2 separate regions of the Bicyclus anynana genome follow, and region 1 is linked to region 2. A link is a contact called in public Hi-C data. All regions are on one chromosome and are shown on one strand. Each heading gives the region's core, a stretch centred on a gene start, on an enhancer-like site or on the middle of the called end of the contact. The rest is flanking DNA. Distances are from core to core; before and after follow the strand shown.

Evidence for each region. Hi-C and Micro-C count contacts between places; a contact is called where the count stands out from the background.
Region 1: a Hi-C map of whole larva shows a contact between it and region 2, with 2.8 times the contacts expected there. The contact joins the promoter of LOC112049365 here to the promoter of LOC112050552 in region 2. A contact is called at or near these places in 2 of 2 Hi-C or Micro-C datasets (whole body and whole larva).

The regions. Positions count from the first base shown.
Region 1 is chr21:14,642,690-14,649,422 of ilBicAnyn1.1, forward strand. It overlaps LOC112049365 (ADP-ribosylation factor-like protein 2), which reads right to left and starts at 1,971. Exons shown (of 4, transcript XM_024087223.2): 1 at 1,810-1,971; 2 at 1,516-1,671; 3 at 951-1,149; 4 at 1-313. The coding sequence starts at 1,874. The coding sequence ends at 179. It overlaps LOC112049364 (protein kinase C), which reads left to right and starts at 2,119. Exons shown (of 21, transcript XR_008251951.1): 1 at 2,119-2,527; 2 at 2,698-2,830; 3 at 3,264-3,378; 4 at 5,110-5,170; 5 at 5,363-5,540; 6 at 5,968-5,999; 7 at 6,073-6,143; 8 at 6,298-6,445.
Region 2 is chr21:14,449,746-14,456,179 of ilBicAnyn1.1, forward strand. LOC112050552 (zinc finger protein 567) reads right to left here and starts at 3,630. Exons shown (of 5, transcript XM_024088843.2): 1 at 3,472-3,630; 2 at 1,496-1,623; 3 at 688-831; 4 at 63-115. The coding sequence starts at 3,538. LOC112050547 reads right to left here. Exons shown (of 3, transcript XM_052888245.1): 3 at 5,898-6,041. The coding sequence ends at 5,943.

The DNA of each region.
Region 1 (6,733 bases), core at 721-3,220, 190 kb after region 2:
GGCATATATGACAAGTAATAAATTAATCACAATAAGTAATGAGTTTTATAACCAACATTAACCAAAATTTTCCAGTGCATTCCACTTAGAATATAGATTTAAGATCATTTCCTGAGTATGTATACTACATATATTATACATATTATATGGAATGCATGTACATTGGTCCCGGTATAGTCTAGTCGAGGGTGAATATCCTGTTGGCAATGTCGTCGAGCATCCAGTCCATGCCTTCTAGAAGGTTCTCCCCAGTCACAGCCGAGCACCGCATTATGCGCCAGTGGTGGGTTTTGATGCTGTCCAGGTCTAACGCCTGGAATGACAACAATGTATATGGACTAAACATCAACATGGTGACATTTGGGAAATTGAGACAAATAAGAAAACACTACTGTACAACATGGCAGTAGGATAGCTGCTGCAATATTTCAATTTTTTTATAGTAAAAGTAAACTGAGGAACTTTAGAAAAATAGCCTACTTGAGGTTATGTAGAAAACCCTCACATGTTAACACTTGGATACATACTATGATTACTGTCAACCATATCCTTCCCACTGTAACCCAGGGTTGTTGCTGCAGAAATAACCCACTCAAAATAGTGATAACACTTACCATTTACTGATGCATTCATTGATTAGTGAGATCAAACCACAATATGATATATACTTTTTAGACCTGAGATGGAAAATGCAATTGTCTAAAATTTTTGATGGAGGTTTGAGATATCACTATTATGCAGTGTTATTCATTGTATTGTGATGATTGAGATCTATTAATTTTATGCCAATCTACATGGGCCAAAATTGGTTAAGAATTCAAAATATGCTATGTCCACACTGACTAGAATAACTGTGACAGTAGAGCTTCTCCCATGGCAGTAATATTTCCCCAAAGAACATTGAATCAAATATACTACTATTAATGATGAAGGTCCAGCTGTCAACACACCTCTCTAATTTCCTGCAGCGTCAGAGCGCCGGGAAGGTCAGACTTGTTAGCCAGCACCAGCAGTGTAGCGCCCGCCAGTCGCTCCTCCCTCAGCAGGGTGTGCAGCTCCTTGGCGCAGTCCGCCAGCCGCCTGGCGTCCGCACTGTCCACCACCCACACCACTCCATCTGTGCTCTCAAAGTAGTTCTTCCAGTATGACCTGAAGTCATCAAAATTTACCCAACAACTTTTTTGATATATGTATATAAACTAGTTTAATGTATGGTCATGGAGTACAAATATATCTCCTTATATCCTGATATCTGACAGTATGTACAGTGAATGAAAGCACCAAAAAAATACAAATAAATGATGAACTCATAAATTTAATGAGTATGTGAACTATAGTATAAGTATCCAATTTACAATTGGCTTTTAATAACAGGTACACGCAGTTCGATTAGCCTTTATGTAGTACTAAAAATTTATCATTTATTAACAGATGGTGTACCTAGGTTAGGTACTAGATCGCAAAGATGACTTTTCTGATGAACTGGCATAAATTTATTTTATAACTCGTACATACCTCAGGGATTTTTGTCCGCCGACGTCCCAGATATTGAGCTTGTATCCTCGATGCTCGAGCGTCTTTATATTGAAACCTAAAGTAGGAGAGATCGTGTCTATTGGCTCCCCATTAAATCGCTTTAAAATTGTCGTTTTACCGGCATTATCGAGTCCTCTGTGTTCATTGAGTTAAGAAAACCATGCTTGTCGATAAGATAAGCTTAACAATTTAAAACAAAAAAATATAAGTTAAGTTGGGAAATGGGAGAGTCACACCGAAGCAGTTTGTAGAAAGATTTCATAAAAAGGATACAACATAAGTATACGCATTTCTTTTTCTTTTTGTCGTAGTTTTTTTAAGATAGTCAGAAATCCCATTTTATTTATTTAAAATTAAAGAAAATTGCATTGTTTTCAATTTCCAATTGCAATGAACAATGAAGACAATGAATTTTTGAACTGACAATGACAATTGACATTTGACAATATCACATCGATGTTTTCGTTTTCGTGATATTTTCCGAACTGTTTAAATAATTACATCGAATTAAGCCGCCACATAACTTATATTCAGGATACAAGGATAAAGCATAGGAAAAGACGTCACTCTTGATTTTTGATAATTATTAATGTGGAATACTATAGATGATGAATGATTTATAGATTTTTGGAAACCTTGAAAAGATTATGTAGGTACAATTAAATTCCTGAACTTTACCAAAAACAAAACTCTATATTTTTTTAGTAATCCATCCAATAGGAATTCTGGCGACCATAGAGGAAATAAATCCATCCATGGCCGATCTCGTCGCTGTCAAGTCTCTATTTCCCTTTCAATTATGAAGCATCTTCAATGATTTTATTTGTATTTAAAAGTGCAAGTGATAGTGTGGCGGCGCGGTCTCGGTGTTAGGGCTCGTTGGCCGGAGGCGCCATGTTCAGCGGGACGGTGCGCGTCAAGGTGTGCGAGGCGACGGGCCTCAGGCCGACCGACTTTCAGAAACGGCACAACATGACCTTCGGGAAACCAGGTGAGTCCCGAACGCACATTAGACACTAAAACGAACCCTGCTGTACGTATAATCAAACCGAAAATATTGTATCGGTTCAGCGCTTAAACAATAATCGCGCACAGAAACAGCATCCCATGTTTACGAAAATGGGTGTTGGTATTATTTGTAAATACGCGTTATCCTTGCAGACAACCAGCCCATAGACCCGTACGTGTCGATCGACGCCGACGAGCACCATCTAGACCGGTCCAACACCAAGCCCAAGACATTTGACCCTGTGTGGAATGAGACATTTATACATGAGGTTCAGAATGCTACCAAGTAAGTATGTTGTGTTACGTATGTAGGCCTTGCGACTGATGTTTGTCTCTCAGGGATACTGTATAGCTTATAGGGGCATTTTGTAAATCTCCAATACAAAGTAACAGTCAATGACTATGTACATTGTACAACAATAAAGTTACATATTAGAAAGATCTGTTTTAAATTTACATATGTTCTGTTCATATGTTATAATAGAAAAATATAAATTAACACAAAAAAATATCTCAACAAAACATAAATGATAATTCAAAGTATGTAACACATATTTGCTTATTGTGGTGATTATTAATCATCCATATTCAAGTTTTAGTATATTATTTTATTCTGAACCTATTTATGCCAAAACTTAATTAAATGTGAGAAACTAGACAACAAAAAATTCTTTTATTGATAGTGTTGAAATATAAAGCTTACCTCTCACTGTTTTCAGCCTGGGATTCACTGTATTTCACGATGCTGCCATACCACCGGACGACTTTGTAGCCAATTGTACTATTCCATTTGAGGACCTCATGCACAGAGACAAAGATGCCACAGACTTTTGGGTGAGTAAACTCTATAATAAATAAACTTGAAAACAACTTTACCCTCATAGAATTTGTGCTATTTGGATAAGTTTGTCCACAGTAATAATTTGTATAGCAATATTGTTCTATAGTTTAAATGCCAAAATTTACATAAATCTATTTCAAATTTTCTAGATTGAATAATAGAATATGCACACACTTTTATGATATCTCTTCAGAAAGGGTTATTGAACCCCTTGTCAATCCTATTTTACTTAAAATAATTTGATTTGATACTTTTCACTATATGCCTCTTTTACGGTAGATTAAAAATGAAAATAAGATATCATCTTATCTTCAATAGATATAATGTATGTATGTGTGTATGTATGTATGGGAAGTTGAAGATGTTATTTATCTTGTTTGTTTGATAAAACCAATCTCTAAAGAAGTAGATTTAGTATAGTTTCCCAGAGTACATTTAAAGAGAAGCTGACATGACTTTGTGTTCATGAGGAATAGGGAATAATTGATTTATTTTACTGTGGAGTCCATTGTAGCTTACTCTTACTTTCTGGATACACCTGTGCTGATAACCAACAGTATTGAGTTTGTAGGTAATACAATATTATTAACGAGGAGCTAACTGGTGCAAATTTGCAAAAGCAATCATTGTTGCATCCCCAAAAAGTTGCCTGTTTGTCAGTGTACTACAGGATTTATTTCAGAGAGTGTGCTCAGGAACTTTTCAATCTAGTGCCCTCTTCACCTTTTCGCCATAGAACTGCCAGCCCAGCCCAGCACTCACCTATACAATTTAAAAAAATTTATGTATGAGCATGTTTTATTTTGAAACCAGAGAATTCATTAAAGGTGTTGATTCCATAATGTTTCCATGACTTTTATTTGTCACTATCTGGGTTACATGCAATAGAATGGTGAAACACTTAACACTAATATTTCAGATATATTAATATTGGCTGACCTGTTTGACAATAGTATGTTTTACATTGCATTATCATTTTATAAAAATATTAAAAAGCATATTTTCAATAGAAAACCATTAAATGTAAAACTAGTTTACTGACTTATATTCTCAGGCACATACACTGAAGTAAGTATTGATTAGGTCCAGGCTTGACTCAATTTACCTTATTTGGACTTTATTATCTGCCAAGTTATAAAACCTTGTTACTGCTGTGACAATGACTCAATAATTTTACAGCATGCAAGTTATTTCAACTATTTTGCGTCTTGCATCAGGGAGTGACTCGTGACCCAATGATTTGTGCTTTTCCTTATTCATTTCAGTTACATGTAGAACAGTGAAAGTATTTTCCTGTTGCCCTATTTTACAAAGTCCTTTTGGTTTTCATTGTAGGCATGAAATAAGAATGATTAAAAATAGTTTCTTGTTCAACATTTTTCCCTTAAATCCTCTGGCACAGTTTTATATGAGCTGTTTTATGACTCAGGTCTCCTGGGTTTGAAATACAGTTCTTCTGAAATCAATTAAATTTGATTTGTACAGTGCCTCAGAACCATGATTAGATGGTAGATTTATCTGTGCCTGGTTTCCACCCTAGTAAAGGTACTGCCAAGAGACATGCTATTTTAGAAAGATGCCCAGATTCAAGACTGTTAAATAACAATATCAAATACAGGGTTGTTTATTTTGCTAACAAAACTACATTTTGCACTGGTAAAGGAGAGAGTTAAGACATAATAATTATTAAATATTTTTATATATAATGTAATGTTCTATTTTAGGTGGATTTAGAACCTCAAGGAAAATTGCATCTAAAAATAGATCTGAAATGGAATTCCCAACGTAAGTTTAGAACCTAATTAATAACTTTCATAAATTGTGTTTAATTTAAATGAATAAAATTGAAGATTTAAATTTTTTTATATTATTATACATTCACTTATCTTTTTAGATAGTTAAGAAATAGTTCCAGAAATAATTATTTAATTTATATAATTTATCAATAATGATTCTCATTTGTTCCATGGCATGCAGCGAGCAGCGGAGGCACGAGTACGCGCGCAGTGCGCGGGCGCGAGTTCAAGGAGGGCGCGGGCTTCAACCGGCGGCGCGGGGCGCTGCGGCGCCGCGTGCACCAGGTCAACGGGCACAAGTTCATGGCCACCTTCCTGCGCCAGCCCACCTTCTGCAGCCACTGCAGGGAGTTCATCTGGTGAGTGAGGGGAGGGCTTTCTTATCACATAGTATGGACTTCTTATATCAGCACCATCACAATACCATTTAAACACAAAGTATGTGTTAAGACAGTTCAACCCAGTTCACATGAAATGGGGTTTTGCCCTTTAGTTACTGAATTGCTAGGGTAACCTTCTAGGTAGATCATCTAATCAACTGCATGTCATCATAATGTTGCATTGTCACGTAATATACTCATCCATATGTGTGCAAAATTTCAGTTCAATGGGATACCAGGAAGTGTATTAAATCTTACTTGCAAGATTTGATTACTTACAGACAATGTACAGTTGTAATTAATTAAAAGTATATCATATTTAATTTGAAGATGAAATGGCCCAAGTTTCAATGTTCCTTTACTACTCTCTAAATTGTAAATACTCATTTTGAAAATTTATTTACAGGGGTCTCGGCAAACAGGGTTACCAGTGTCAAGGTATGATTGTGACCACTTCTTACATTTTATTAATATTTTAAGATGATATTATAAACATTACTGTTGTTTTCAGTTTGCACCTGCGTGGTACACAAGAGATGTCATTCATCTGTGGTTACTAAGTGTCCAGGCATGAAGGAGGAGGTAATATTTATACTCAGTTATTGCCTTTAGGGTCAATTTCACCATCTTTTGATAAATGTCAGATAAGTTTGACCTCGAGTTTTGTCACTTTCTTACTTCAAAAAGCATCAACGGGCTGATTGTGAAAGAGTTGACGTAGTGTTGTGTCGCGCAGCAACTGGCGGTGGGCGTGTCGGGCGGGCAGCGCTTCAACGTGAACGTGCCGCACCGGTTCGTGGTGCACTCCTACAAGCGGTTCACGTTCTGCGACCACTGCGGCTCGCTGCTCTACGGCCTCATCAAGCAGGGCCTGCAGTGCGAAGGTGAGCGACTCACCCTCCCACTGAATGGGAGGACAGGGAGAACAGGAATAGGAATAGGAGTGTGGTGTTTGTTAGTTTCATATTGACATCTGGTGAGTCAGATGAGACTCCTTTGTGAAAGTTCCCCATGTAAGTTACTTGCACACTAATATTTAGTGGTTTCACTTCGATGTAACTGTGCTTCACTCCAAAATCAAGTGCCATGAGCAATTGAAATACTACTATCTATAAAAGTGACAAAAGAGAAGAACATTTTGAAATCGTCGCTTAAGATAGTCATACAGTATG
Region 2 (6,434 bases), core at 2,380-4,879:
TGGACATGGATTTTTTTTCTGAGAAAAAAAACTATTTGAAAATTACTTGTATCAATACTTACCCACTCTCAAGGGATGTTTGGGTAGATTCTGCATTTTCCTCATTTGTTTTATCCTAGAAAGGAATTTTTTTTATTAAGAATAAAGAAAAGATTTGCTCTATGGGACATCAAGAAATTGCCGCGCCGATGCTATTATCTATATTAGGTAATTATGGACTTTGGACAGTGGAGGCTTTGGGGGGAAGCAGAATTCAAAGATTCAGACTCAATCATCTAAACTAAATGTTGTGTGTACAATATGTATTTTTAAAATGTCTTTGGATATAACAGAAATTGTTACCAGATATTTGTTTTTTTTAAGTAAGAAATTGTTACCAGAAATTTGGCTTCATGGAAACTTTTTCAAAAACACTATGAAACATTTAACTAAGAGAAAATTTTAACTAAGAGGTGCCTTGAAGATAAGTGACTTGCAAATGGGTATATGATTTCTCATATTATTTTTAACAGGGGTCTTGACCTTGGAAACATCACAAAACCACTAGGCCCACTGGGTCCAAGCCCCATAGATGTCATACATAAGCTGACAAACTTTTAGCATCTATGAAATTACAAAGGTCTGACAATCTCAAGTTCTTAAGACTATATCAGTAATTTGTTTATTGAAGAATGAAAGCAAACTTACAGGGTCCAGTAGCCTCATAACCGACAGTTTCTGCTGCAGCACCATTGAAGCCTGTACAGAGCACTTGACCAGCTCATCCCAAGCCAGGAGTGTGTTGTGACACTGCTCACATATTACTTGAGGCAGCCCATCTTCTTTAGAAACCTAACAATATTGAAAGGATATAAAACAACACAAGTGTATAAAAACAGTAAGTAATTGATATACTTTATTATTTTAACAAAAAACAATTTTTCAAATATCTACAGCAAAACATAGTCCACTCTGGCGACTCTGACTAGACTGATAGTTTCTCCTGATACCTTAGGCGGCACTGGGTTATTAGGCAACAGTTTTTATGTTGACATTGAGGTACATGTAGTTGTTGCTGATATGTAGCATTGTAATGTTGATGTTATGTATCAGTGTATAATAGACCTATCTTTTCATCTTAACATTACAGAGTCAACATCTGAGGATGTTTCAGATTAGAATGAACCATGCTTACTACTACACTTGCTAATACAATTTTTATCTGATATTGTTGCTTTTGTCGTTCATCAATAATACAGAGAATAGCATAACCAAACAATGGCAACAAAGAAATGCCTAAACCAATGGTTTAAGAATTATTGGTCTATAAACCAGTAGTATTATTTTTAACAGTATCATAATATCCCACTGTCTGCCGGGCTATTTCTCAGCTAAACCATTGAACTGATTGGGATGAAATTTGATACATATATTCAAAATTTTACACAAACAGAATTGAGGGTGTCTACTTGTGTTACATATTTGATTGGTGTTTATGTATTATTAATTAAATTACCTTTATTGGCAGATACTTGTTGATTTTCCCAGCTAAATCATCACTTTGGTTTTGTTCATCAAATATTGGGCGAACTTGATTGGCCATTGTGGCACAAGTTCGGCAGAAGTTTGAAAATTCATCAAATCCTACAAGCAGAACAGTAATACTATCTTAGGAATTAATTGCCATGTAACATTTTGATTAATTCCTCTGACCGGTTGGTAGTGGAAATATAACAAGTGGAGCACAATTTTGAATGAACTTTGATTATGATTTATCGTATCCTTGAAACTAATATCAATATATGGTTTAACACGTTCAGTGCCACCGACTCGCCCGGAGAGTCCACGTAAATTTTATTCCAGCGCCGTAGACTCGCCTCGCGAGTTCAATGTTTTTGCAATTTTTTTTCAAAATGCATGTGTATTTTCTGCTTAAAATAATACTGAAGACTAAATATACACTAATCTAATGAATAACGTGGTGGGCCGGGTGTGCAGACCCAGTTTATAATCGAAAGAAAATAAACTATTCTGCAATGCCTTGAACTCGCTAGGCGAGTTCACTAACATAGATTCTCAAACTTTTATAAATGAAATATATAAAAGGTAGATACTTTTATTTTCATTTTACCAAAAGTCACATTCACTCGTAAAACAACGGCGGATTGTGTTCGACACCTTGTAGGGGCTCGAATTTGGTGTTCACCAAATGGGTACTTCTAAGTTTTTGAGTCTGTCCTTGCGTTTTTGTTAAACGAACGGTGCAGAAAACACAAACTCAACTCTCGGTCTATTACTTTAAGAGTTACAACTGAAAGAGGATCCCTTCGCATTGTTAAAAATTGCCGGCAAAACAAAAGGAACCGGTATTTTTTAACATGAACGCTCTGGTTAGTAAGCAATAAAAGCACTGATAACATTGTTTTTGCCAAGCTCTCATTGGTCAATCTCGAGTGAAGTGTTGTAACAAACCCGACTTTCTTTATATATAGATTAGTGTTAAGCACGACCCTTTCCTTATCGCACGCGTATATTTGTTTTCTATCATTGTGACTTGGCTTTCGATTACTGGACCTGTTGGAGTACCTACTGTTTTAACCCCTGGCAAACGTTTTCTGGACTTTGAGATTCTTGTGTTCTATGTTATTGTGTTTTGTGGTGGCCTGAAAATAAGGGTCAAAAGTTGCCGCAGCTTGACTTCTGAAAATCTGTAAGTACTCTTGATTTTTGTTTATTTATTATATGAAAAGTTTATTTGTTAGATTCTCTTTCAAAGTAATCTCCTTCAATTAAATATATACCTACTAATCCTTGTATTTATCCGTACTAATATACTATTAATGCGAAAGTAGATCTGTCTATCCGTGAGTGTCTTGTGATTGAAAGTTCGTTCGATCTTATAGATTCATCATGTCTGTCTGTCTGTTTGTCTGTCCGGGTGTATGTCACAGCCACTTTTTCATGAAACTATAAGAGCTATACTGTTGAAATTAGGTATGTAGATGTATTCTATGAACCTCATTAAGATTTCAATATTACCTATATGTATGTATGAAACCCTCGGTGCGCGAATCAGTATTTGTAAGATTGAGAGCCACTGCATAAATTACGAAACAAACTTACCTTTTCGTTTATTTATAGTGTTTCTTGCCATTTTCTTTTTGTTAAATTACACCATATACTAGTTAATTGCTTTAAACACGTAACGTACACTGTCACGGCCACAAAAATAACAGAACATAGTTTTTACCCTAACGCAATGCCACTGAACTCGCGTGGCGAGTCGAATGATTCGTATCGCAGCGCCGGCGACTCACCTAGCGAGTCCAACGTAAAATGTAGGCGGCTCCCGAGAAAACATCGTGAAAATCGTAGCGGTAATGAAAGTGTTAATGAAGCCCACTGTCGCATGAAGTGTTACATCAACTTCAACCAAAGTTTTACTATCAAAATGTTAATGCATATTAATTAAAAATAAAGTAAATTGGCTACCTTGTTGTTCACAGTAAATCTTATTAATTCGGGCATTTTGACCATGATTGTTTTCAGAGAAATTCATGTTGAAATCTAAAATATTCGAAAATAATGTGTAAAAAGTTTAAAAATCAATAACAACAAACAAAACAAATTATTAAAATATTTTTTTTTTACTGAAGAACTGTCTCTGTATTTATTATAGCTCTGAGGCCTAGTCTTTTGAGCCTTATTTTTGATCGTAGACAAGTGGTAGACAGAGAAAGGTTTGGAGCCTTAGACCATTAATAACTGGACGTGGTTCGCTAACCGTTATCCCTCTGGCAAAGATCAAAAATCTATGATCTAATGCGTTTATAAAAACTGTTGCTACAGAATCGATGTTTCATTGTTGTAATCGTTTTCATCGTGTAAGGAGCTCCGTAAAAATGCCGGTTTGTGTAGTTAAATGGCATAAAAAACGGCCAAAAACTTGTAGTTTAGTAAAAGATGGAGTAACGTTTCATTTGAAAGTATTTAAACCTTAATTTTATCAAATTTTTAATAAAAAAATTTATAAAAATAATCGATTCTTTTGACGAAACAGCCAAACATCGATCAGTAATCGAATATTCTACGTATTTAATCTGTGGATAGTCTAAACAATGTCACAGTAAATATGCAAGCAGTAGTTTGACTTCATACTAGAAGTCGAAACGCGAGCTATACCTCAATTTCAATTTCAACTTACTAGTTAAATAGATTTTATTAATTAGAAATAAGACTAACTCACTAACATACTAAACTTAAAACAGGTACACTAATAATATACTAACATAGAAAAAAAAATTAAAACTGTTACTCTTATTAATTGAAAAACTTGTTTAATGTAATAATGTAAGGAATAATAAAGGCTTTGAAATTGAGAAAAACATAAGAGATTAAAGGGCTAACATAATCTACGGAACCCTACACTGCGCGTGGCCCGACGCGCACTTCACCGGTTTTTTAATATTTGGTCACGTAGTGGAGGTAATACCTAGATGGCATCACCAAAATAAACATATGAATACGACCTATCCTTCAAGGTCATTGATTAGTATAAGCCTTATTTAAATCTACCAATCAAAAAACAACACGCATTTTATTGATCACTTCCTATTTTACTACAATTTACAAAATATTTTATTTGTTTACATAAAAAAGTATATTTACAATCACAAAACTAAATGAAAATACAAAGTTGGCAAATGTAATTAAAATGCTGGAGGCAGGCAGCCCTATCACATGTTTACGTACCGCGCGCTGTATTTATTTCAAAAATACGGCCGAGTATACTGCTTGTATAAATTTTTACTGTGCACAATGTGTTTGTTAGTGTGTGTAAAAATTACGCGTGTGTGTATTGCGAGTCAAATTTATAGTTGTGTGTAGTGTATGGACACAGAATATACTTAATGGTGTTAAATGTTTTCGATATGTGAGTTTACCTCATCCCCCTCAAAAAATGACAGACTTTTTTGTTGCTGAATTTGGGTGCGAACCACGTCCAGTTATTAATGGTCTAAGTTTTGGAGCATGTTTGGAGCATAGATTTACGATTTAATTCTATGGTTTGGAGTATTATATTCTTTGGTATATTTTAATATAGCTTTTGCTCTTTTTGTATGGCAAGACCAAGAAGTGTTTTCATTTTGTGGAAATGCCTCGTTTGTTATTCGATTATCGAGGGTAGTTTGTCTTATTATCTACTACTCTGTACACGAGGTTCGAGTCTTGGGTGTAAAAAGGAAATATATTGAGGTTTTCTTTTTTCTGAGTTTCAGTAAAAAGGAGTTGGGAAGTTTGTGGTGTTACACCCCCATGGCCCATGCTTAGGAAAGCACGTTAAATGCCGCCGTAAGCCGCCGGTTGGTCACTTTTATTATTAATCTTTACAAAAGTTTTACTAATACTATAAAGAGGAAAGATATGATTGTTTGTTTGCATTGAAGCTCTGAAACTACAGAACCGATTTAAATAATTATTTCACTGTTGGGAAGCTACACTATCACAGAGTGCTATAAGCTATTTATTATCCCCGTATTTCTACGAGAACGGAAACTACGCGGTACAAACCGTGCGGCGTCTGCTACTATCTGTTATTGGTCGCCAAAGAGTCGAAATATTAAAGCGGGCCAAGCAGAGTTGAAGCAGCGTGGTGGTCTAAGCTCCCTATCCTCTCTCATAAAAGGTGGGAAATCTGAAGGGGGCCGTTGAAATAGGTTAAGCTCGTGCTGCATTATTCAAAACCATAATAATAATTATAGACAGGGCCTATACCTATACAGAATACAGATACAAGTACAATTCTGTACCGGATTTGATTGGCATTTTTTTAAATATAAAAGAATTGAAACTCCTAGATACAATAGACATGCTTTCTGTTCGTTAGGTTTGAAAAAAAATTACCTTGAAATAATTTGTTAATTTCTTTAACTTGTCGTTTATTAATAAAAGTATAATAAATTCTATTGTGAGGTTTTGAACGCAGCGGCCGCCCGTCCCACCGCCGCAACTACTGCGGGAGTCACCATCATGGTCTTGTTCTTGTAAGTGTGGATTACTTGCTGAAATTAGTAAATATATAATAATTATTTAAAGAAAGAAAGATTTTATTTGGCAAAACACAAAAAAGGAAATCATGAACATAAATACAAATAGAAAGATATTAAATATTACTACCAAATTTTTGTGAGTGCCCCAGCTATCTGAACTAGTTAGAAACTGTATCTCAGAAAGCTGGAACTTCCCTACTATATATACAATCCAATCCTATAAATATTATCATAAAATTATGCCCTTGTACGTTAGTATTTGTGTGTGTGCAATTGTGTGTGTGTGTGTGTAATTATGTGTGTGTGATTATGTGTGTGTGTGATTGTGTGTGTGTGTGTGTGTATGTGTGTTTGCGGGTGTGTGTATGTGATTTATGATTTTACATTTACATAACTATACACTAC